Regions from separate parts of the Mus musculus genome. Here region 1 is linked to region 2. A link is a contact called in public promoter capture Hi-C data. All regions are on one chromosome and are shown on one strand. The core of a region is the stretch at or near the end of the contact, and the rest is flanking DNA. Distances in the headings are between cores, read along the strand shown. Region 1 overlaps Tmprss4 (transmembrane protease, serine 4). Region 2 has its middle 4.1 kb from the start of Bcl9l.

The links. Promoter capture Hi-C pulls out the DNA fragments that hold promoters and counts their contacts.
Region 1: a promoter capture Hi-C map of pre-B cells shows a contact between it and region 2, with 2.7 times the contacts expected there. The contact joins two enhancer-like sites. A contact is called at or near these places in 1 of 39 promoter capture datasets (pre-B cells) and 1 of 115 datasets of contacts at active chromatin or transcription factors (pancreatic cancer cells).

Annotation. Positions count from the first base shown.
Region 1 is chr9:45,178,861-45,183,541 of GRCm38.p6, forward strand. Tmprss4 (transmembrane protease, serine 4) reads right to left here. Exons shown (of 13, transcript NM_145403.3): 5 at 4,318-4,447; 6 at 1,790-1,891; 7 at 543-583. Among named protein-coding and RNA genes, the nearest start is that of Gm39327, 12 kb to the left of the region's middle. Within about 2 kb of position 3,156, at least 39 of the 459 cell types and tissues checked have an H3K27ac peak or open chromatin away from gene starts, as enhancers often do. A contact at or near this core is called in pre-B cells, where this site is marked.
Region 2 is chr9:44,492,802-44,497,240 of GRCm38.p6, forward strand. It overlaps a transcript of Bcl9l not described here. Among named protein-coding and RNA genes, the nearest start is that of Bcl9l, 4.1 kb to the right of the region's middle. Within about 2 kb of position 1,565, at least 151 of the 459 cell types and tissues checked have an H3K27ac peak or open chromatin away from gene starts, as enhancers often do. A contact at or near this core is called in pre-B cells, where this site is marked.

The DNA of each region.
Region 1 (4,681 bases), core at 1,906-4,405, 690 kb after region 2:
AGCCCTGAGTATGGTGATGATAAAGTGGTGGGCTCTTTAAGATGTGAGGCCTAATGGCCCTTAGGTCATCAGAGCAGCTGCCCTCTGAGGGGGATAAAGTAGTTTTCTATGATCCCTGAGTGTCTTTGAGAACTTAGGACAAGACTGAGCCCACCCTGCTGTCTGGTTTCTTGTTTCACCTACATCCGATCCACCACCCAACAGTAGGCCAGCACTTGAGGCCAAACCAAGGTGGCTTTCTGGTCTTAGGCCTCCAGATTCTAAAACTGTAAGCTAAGCAAAACTTCTTTATGACATTATCCTGCCTCAGATATTTCAGTACAGCAATGAAAATCTAACACACTCAGGGCATGAACTGAGAGCAGATGGCATAAGGGGGTTCTTGGCATTAACCACGTGAAGGAACCACTGATCTGTAAGTCTAAGGTTGGCCCCAAAGAGTGGGACTTAGAGACCAGGAGACAGAGCAGTAAGGATGAAGGTCTTTCTTCCTGACCATTGCTGGCCTAGGCCCCAGACTCTCAGAGATAGGGTGAACTCACCAAGGCAGCGCAAGGAAACCAGGGAGCCTGAGAGGCAGGATCTGAAAGAGAAAGACGGGGCCCTGTGGCTTCTGCTTTCGCCTTGGCTGGGAGGTTAGAACTCAGCCTTTGTGAACTGCTGATTCAACCCCATCCCCCAACACTGCAGAACCCCAGAAACTTTACCATGGGTGTGTGTAGATCTGCATTATACTCAGTGTGGTTTGATTTAGTGCAACACTGCTGTTGCTGTGCGTGTACCTACAATATACGGAGTCCTGCCCAATGCAAAGCCAGTCTGGGCTCCTGGAACCCTGGGCAGCAGGTGGTGGTGGTGGGGAGCAGAACCTGCTGCACTGTGGCCTCCCAAACAGACCAGGATTTTGATGGAATCCTGCAGATTCTACCTCTAACCTGGTCCTTTTCAAGAGTTACTGTGTTGGCTCCAGCTGCATATGTAGCAGAGGACAGCCTTGTCATGCATCAGTGGGAGGAGAGGTCCTTGGTCCTATGAAGGCTCCCAGTGTAGGGGAATCGAGGGAGGGGAGGTGGGAGTGGGTGGGTGGGTGGAGGAACACCCTTATAGAAGCAGGGGGAGGGAGAATGTGATAGGGTGTTTCTGGTAGGGAGGGAAACCGGGAAAGGACATAATATTTGTATTGTAAATAAAGAAAATATCCAATAAAAAATTTAAACAATTTTTGATACAAAAATAAAAATAAAATAAAATAAAATAAAGAGTTATTGAGTTACTGTGTTAAGGCTCTGTCCAGCGTCCTGAATGCTAAGACGCCAGCCTTCTCCTGGAGCCTTGGCTGCTTTGTAGCAAATGTTGTTTTGAATCAGCTGTGCTCTAATGTGGGGTGGTGAGGTGAGGGCTGGAGAGCCTTCTGTGGAGCGTTAGAAGGTGGTGCTTTGGCCTGGGGAAGTGATGGAAAAGTACAAAGCTACTTTTAGGCTCTTGCCTACCAGGTAACTCACTAGGGAACATGAAGGAGCTGTGGAAGGCATGAATCTTGACAGTTCAGGGAGAGAGAAGGTCACTGTTCATTGCTCTGCCTTTGAGCAGGACAATGCATGCTGTATTAAAGAAAAAGGCAGACAGAAAATACCCCTGAGCCTGAACGTGGAATCCCAAAACCCTGGACATTTAATGAGCTGCTTGGCTAGTTCTTCCCGTTGTCTGGCTCGTGTTCCCCTGCTGCAACCTTGAGCCACTTCCCAGTGTTAGTTAGCCTCTGCAGGTCAGAATGTCCCCTCTTGCTTACCTGCTTCCATTCTGCACCTGAAGTTCCTGGCTGTTTCCTGTGACTTGAGCAACAGGGAGGTTCTGATCTGGACGGATCTCCACTGCTCTGAAAGCGGGCTGGCTGTGGTAGGAAGAGTGAACTGTGAGCTGGGGCAGAGGATGAATTACATGGCAGAAAGAGCCCCTGCTCCCAGAGGAGGGGGCACAGGTTAGTGGGGCACGGCTGGCTGGCTTTGCTGGATAGCAGGAATAGTCCCCACATCAAGGCAGGCTGCCGTGGCCTCGCTTTCCTGGGCAGGGACTCCTGGCCCAGAAGTGGAGCTCTGCAGAGGACTAGGGGCCTGCTTTCCTCACACCCAGCTCTGTCCCTGTCTCAGATGTCCCAGTATCTCGTTAGGGTCACATCAGCAGGAGCAAAGAAGCAAGGGGACCCAGATGAACTCCTGTCTCAGCACAGAGGGAACTGGAGTGTGGACATTTGGTTTTCCATATAAGGGGCCTGGAGACAGGAGAAGCCTGGATCAATTCTTATAAGAGTCTGGATGGAACTTCCTGAAACTTGGACCGCCCTCTCCCTTCCTTTCTGCTAATCCATGTTTGTCTTCTTTCAAACTCCATATTCAAGTCTTCCTCCTCCAGGAAGCCTTCCTTAACTATTCTGTTCTCTGGCTCTTTCTTCACTAAATTTTCGTCTTTTGGATTTCCCCCTTCTTCTCCAGTCTGTCCTCTCAGGTCAAGCTTTGCATAGATATCTGGGGTCAATTCATGTCCCTGGCTGGCTAGTCCACACTCAGATAGGACTGCAAACACTTTCTTGATGAACTAGGTGCTGGAGCTGGGATGACCAGAGTCTGTCTACAGAGCTCCCAAGACTTAAGTTCCAATATGCCGGATTTGACACCAGTTTGGTGTGTGACCATGGGCAAGTCATGTTTGTCCTATGTGTCTCCCCAAGTCCCAATTTTCTCCATAAAATGATGCATGAGCCAGGTGGTCCCTGACTCCTACACTGGACCACCTATGGCTTTGCATTCCTAGGTCAGAAAAGTTTCCTTCCAATCCAGGTAGGAAAGAAAGCAGAGAGATTTGAGCAGAGAGTTCTGACCCAGAAGGAGAGAGGAGGCTGTCAGTAAACACGCCCAGCAAAGCTAACCTGGGCAGTGATGTAATGAACTTTGATATCCTAGAGCTGAAGAAAGAGGCCAAGTGGTGCTGACTGGTGCTTCAGTGCTTTCTAGAAGTGTAGGAAATCTGGGAGTCTACCACTTTAAGAACCTCAGGAAACTCCGGGTTTCATAACTGAGACAGCCTGCTGCATCTGGTCCAGCTGACGCTGCAGTGGGCTGGACTGCAGTGGGGGAGGGGATGGCTGCAGGGGAAGTAGAGGACAGCAGGTACTGGGCATGCTGTCCTTGGAAATGAGGTGACAGGTGTCCCTTTTCTAGACAGTGCTGGGAGTTCTCCTCCTCTGGAGGGAAGAGAGCAGGACCTTTACAAAGAAGGGTCAGAGGGACAGAGGTCATATGGATTCATTCTGGCTGCCCAGAACATCTACTGTACAAAACCTTGAGGCTGCTTTAGGGATCTATGGGGAGAACTGTGATCGACAGGCAATGTCTGTCTGAGGCAGACTGCTAGGGAGAGTGTGACCCCTGCCTGCAGCAGATCACCTGGGCTCCTTTCAGGTAGGCTCCTCGAGGGATCAATTCTCACTCTCCTTTCCTTCGCTGGTGAAGCCTTGTGAGTAGAGAGAATTCGATGTACAAACAGACCACTATGAGAACTCATGGTGTCCAGGAATGGGTTAAAGCAGGTACAGATTCTAACCTCTACCTCCCAGCTTCTGCCTGAGCAAGCTGCTTCTTCTCTGAGAGCCCGCTTCTAACACAGATTTAATAATAACCATGCTTTGAGCTGTCTGCCAAGATCAAATGAATATAACTATATGTAATGCTAATTACCCTTCACATACCTTCCTACCACTCCTGCTTCGCACTTCCATGAGAGAACTGGGCCTCTGGTGATGGCCCCAACAGAACCAGGCTAGTCCTTGCTATTTTTGTTTTCAAGTGCAGAGAACAGAACTCAGGGCTTTGCACGTGCTAGGTAAGTGCTCTACCCCCAGAGCTACACCCCCAGCCTTCCTGCCTGCTAAATTTTAACCTAGATGACTTTGCATATGAAATGTTTTTTGTGTGTGTTATGGTTGGGGAAGACTTCTCACGAAAGGGCAAAGGAGAGGAAGTTGGGGAGAAAAGAAAACTCTTATAAGATTGACATTAGTAACTCTGAGGAAACTGACGCTGGGGAATTATCTCTATGCTCTTTGTTAATGAAAGTGCTGGGATTCAAACGTGGTTCTTTATAAATCCTGTGTCTGTGTTTTTAGGGAAAGGAAATAGGAAATAAAGGAGGGAGGGAGGGAAGGAAGAAGAGAGGCAGGCAGGCACAAAGGAAGGAAGGATGGAAGGAAGGAAGGAAGGAAGGACGGCAGGCAGAGAGGTTGCTGGCGTGAGGTGACAGCTTCCTATGGCCCCGATTGAGTACCTGTCATAGCCCATCTGTCTGCAGGCTGTCTTGGCCAGTGCTTCTGTGAAGTTGTCGAAACAGACTGAGGCCCAGGTCCCTGTGGCTGCATCCAGCACCTGCAGGGTGGATCTGTCCTTGGAGAGCCGGACTAGGAGGGAAGGCGCCTGGGTCAGCTGGAGGGTAGGGCCACTTTATCCAAGACCCTTGGAACATGTCATGAGACCAGCCCCCTCCCTTGCCGCTGCTCCCCAACCCAGAACTGAGGACATGTTCAACCTCAAGGGAAGTTCTTCCAGTTGACTAGAGCCTAATTTGGATGGCAGCTACGGGAAAACTTGACCAGCTGCCCAGGGACAACGACTGACAGCCTCTCTTTCTGCTC
Region 2 (4,439 bases), core at 315-2,814:
TGGGACTCACAAAGGTCCTGAGCTAGGACTGGGATCGTAGGGATGGAGTGCGGGAACTTCTGGGTGAGGGACCACGAGGTAGATGGTAGGGCCGGGTTGCCTACAAGAAGGAAGAATCTATGTCGGCAGGTCATTAGGATCTTCTGTGGATTACGGAGTAACAGGGTCCTGGGTCTGAGGCCTGGGCTGGGCTACCAGGTACCTTCCATTGTCTTGGCCTAGGGGGGATGGGCTAGAGGCTGAAGCTGTGCTGCCCACCACCTCCTGGGACAGAGAGAACTTCCTCTTTTCTATGGGCTCGGGAGGCGAGAGAGCTCACGAGAGCTCATGTGCCTGCACCATGGTGCTTAGCTGTTAAGCTGGCCGTGCCTCCTGTGCCCAGCCTCTGGGCCTGCCTGTTCCTTGGGCAGGCTGGGGCTATTTTTGGGATTGGGCTGGGGCTCTGGGGCCGGTTTCAGATGTTCCAACGTGAACAGGAGAAAGCAGGGACAGATGGCTAGAGGGTTCTGATCAGTGGGTCCTGCTGGGAACAGGGTTATTTTTAGGACCTTATTAACCCTTTGGGGCTCTGTGGGGCCACCCTGAGAGGTATTGCCCTTTCTGGTTGAGAAAAGAGCAGGGCTTCGTCCTCAGGCTTCCCCTCTAGTTCTGTGTATCAGCTGCCCTTTCTATCTAAGACCTTCTCTTTAGAGAGTACCATGGCTCCACACTGCATGTGTTTCCCAAAGGGGTCAGACTGGGGGAGGGCTGCAGATCACTGAAAGAGAAGTATCCTTCACTTACCCCCCTGGGTAAGACCTGAGGCTGAGGGAGCTTCAGATGGCTGCTCTCTGCATCCACACATTCTGGGTCGGAGACCCTCAGAGAGCTCAGGGGTGCTCAAGGATGGATGCCTGTTAGTAGAGTGAACAAGCTTCTTCACAGAGTGCAGAGAAAGCCATGCCTTCTCTGCACGGGGATGATGCCCATAAGCCCTGCTTGCCTGAATACTCACAAGGCAACTCTCTAGATGGTTCTTCTCATTACAAATGCACCTTCCTGACATGCCGCGTTCTTGGGAACTATGTCAGGAAAGAGAGGGTGCCCAAGGGATTTGGTTGAGGGCTAATGTGTCGTAGACATTTTTAGGTAGTTTCTGGTAATGACCTCACTTTGTGATTTTGCCTGTGAGGGAACCGAGGCTCAGAGGGATGAAGAGGTGGACAAGGTTCAGCAGTTTAGAAGAGGCTCCATGGGACTGGCACTCGCCCTGCCCAACTACAGATTATTCTTTTGTAACCCCATGCATGCCAGGATGCATGGTCAAGGCTACTGTAGGCAACAGAACTTGTCACGGGAAAGTTTATGGAGTGGATGTGAGAAAGGAGGCCTTAGAGCAGGGGACCCTGCTTGTCACTGCTTTCACTGTCCTGTAGGTCCTGTAAGTCCTTCTTGCCCGAGGGTGCCAGGACTGACACTAGAAACCCAGTTTGGCCTTCCTGTCTGCCCTGCAGGAGATCACAGGCACACATCCTGTCTCATCACCCCACCCCCACTAGCCCTGGCCCACAAGCCCCTGCTTCCTGGAGGGTCATGGCTGTCTGCATGTCAACGTAGACAGAGGAGCTCGTGGCTACTCAGGTGCTGCCGGTGCCAAGAGCTTGGGCCAGGCCGGCAAGGCAAGGGATGGAGGATGTGTCTGCCTCTGGCAGTACCTGGGGGAGAGAGCAGAGTGTGGCAGGCAGTCTCTGGGCGAGGTCCCACCCGTGGTGCGCTGGCTGTGCCAGTAGCCTGCCCGCACTCCACTCCTCCCACAATGGCCCCATTGTTTCCAGTAGCCAGGCAGTTTGGAGGAGGTTCCTCGGTCACCCATGCCCCCCCTAAATAGGGGCCAGATTAACCCCTTGGGAGACTCGGACCAGGTGAAGGTCCCAGGAAGCTACCTGGCTCAGTTTTCCCCTGTTGAAGGGAAGCTTGAGGTGTCATTCCTTACCCACGTGCATACAGCAGCAGGCCACCTCCTGACACTGGGGTCACCCATCAGGAAGAGGTAGCACCTAGACCCTCCCCTGCCCCCACTCTAGTACAGGTGCCAGGGGGCAGGAAGTGCCAGTAGGGTGGCAGTGCAGTCCAGATATATCTGGGCGGTGGGGCTAATTCCAGCCACCACCGTTGGCTCCGCTGGCTTCTGCACTCCTTTCCTTCCTGTGAAACCAGAGCTGGGTTGGGCCCAGCTCAGGATTTCGGTGGATTTAAAGAGGCAGCCCATCTCTGCCAGCTTGGCTTCCTTCCCCCTCCCCAGGTGGGGTCTGAGGCCTAGAGAGGCCTAGAGGCCTTTGAGCACCTCATTTGCCCTGGGCTAACCCCTGGCCCGGGCCTCAGTCAGGGTACTAGGCACTCCTCTCTCCCAGAGCCTTGGGCGGGTGGGGTGGGCGGGGGTGGGCTGTGGTTTCCTGTGTTGGCTGTTTGTGCCTGGCCCAGAGTGCCCGCTGCCTGCCTGGGCTTCCTGCCCTGTCTTGTTTCCTAGTGCTCTCCCCCCTCCCCACCCCTCTCCCTAGGGGGAGGGAGTAACTAGGGATTGGGCATCAGTCTTTTGGGGGCACCCTACTGCCAGGGCATGATTACTTCCTGAGGTCTGGACTCACTGGTAATGGCTGAAAGAGCCAAAAGAAGTGAGGTGAACTTAGGCCTGTCCTGGCAAGGCCATTTGTCCCCACAGGCTCCAGAGGGACAGTGGTCCAGCAAGAGTAGAACTAATCTCCCACAGGCATTCTGTTTAAAGATCCTGCATTGCAAAGGTCTAGGATCAGCAGACTTGACGGTCCTGCAGGGTTAGGATTGTATGACCTTACCCTGGGGCTATAGGTGGGGCAGGCTGGAAACTCCCAGGTGAAGCCTCCTAAGCAAAACTGGTTTATTTGCATGGACTCCTGGGAGGGGAGTTGTAGCTAGGAAGGGGGGCAGGACCCCACCCCACCCCCAAGCCTGGAAGTCCCCACCTAGAGGGTCCCCACTAAAATAACACCTTGGGTCCTCTCTTTGAGCTAGGTTCTGAATCCCCAACCTCCTAGCTGAGTCACCACCTCAGGGAAACTTATCTGAGTGCTACAAGGAAGCTTCTGAGATCCAGGGGACACCAGGAGAAAGGGGACTTGGGACATTGTCTTGGGAACTGAATCTCCCTCGGCCCAGAACCTGCTCCCTATGAATCCCACATTTTTTTTCTCTAGATGTCTCTGCTCACTGCACGTGAGGGACATGGCCCACCCAAGCATTTCTCACTGTTCCCGGGGTTTCCCTGGCCTCGCAGACATAGTGCATAGGTTCTCCGATGAAGTATTTATTTTACTGATGACATCATTGGCCTTGAAGTGAAATGTATTTTGGTTGTTGTCGTCACCATAGTTGTTGCATGTGTACATCTGCGTGTGTGTGTGTGTGTGTGTGTGTGTGTGTGTGATAGCATCTCACTACACAGACCTAGATGGCCCGGAATCTGGTATGTAGCCTGGGATAGCCTACAAATGAGAAAGCCAGCCTCATTTTACCTCCGGAGTTGATCGGGTTGAAGGTGTAAGCCACCACAAGCATAAATAAGAATTTATTTTGTACAAAGAATCTTCTGGAACGCACTGTGTAGCTTGGGCTGATCTTGAATCCACAGACATCTTCCTGCCTCAGCTTCCTGAGCGCTGAGACTCTAGGGCTGAGCCACAGTTCCTGGCTTCCCCCGAGACGGTTGGGAGACTAGTGGGATGTCTGGGCTGGTCAAGCAGGCTCGCAGCCTGGAGACGGGCAGATTGCATGGGTATGTGGATGCTTGCCCAACTGGGGAACAGTTGTGTTGAACAGGGCTGACACAAAACACCCGAAGGCTCTGGCCATGGCCTTCCTTGTCTCCCCCCTCCTCCTGGGATTGCTCTCCCTAACCCTTCACCTGGGGCCTACCCTTATTTTAACACAGTGGAGGCCAGTGACCCCGCTTCAGGCTTTTTGTTTCAGAAGCTCAACAAGCATCCCAAAGCTGGCCTGGGTCCTATCTCAGCCGCCCAAGGGCTGGGATCATAGACCTCTGCCCACCAGGCCTGGGTCTGGCTTCTTTGTCTCAGCGGCAGCTTTGCCCCAGGCACAAGCTCCTGGGTTTGCTTCTGGCCTTTCTTTCACTCAGGTGACTTGCACCTGCTCCCTGTTTGTGAGCTTATGTCACCCTTCGCCAGTGTGGCGTCCCCAAAGTCCAGCCTCCCCCGACACGCCACATCTCACACACACCACATCTCCAGGGGCTCCCGGTGCTAGGGAGGCAACTTGCTGGTTCAGTGCTAAAGCATTTCCCTGCCAACCATTGGCTTCTCAAGGCTACAGATTTCAGGTGTCATCTGGGACCGAGCAGAGAGGAAGAGGGGTCTCTGGGAGCTGGGGCCAAGTCCTGAAGGGCAGACAGAGAGATGCTGGATGGGAAA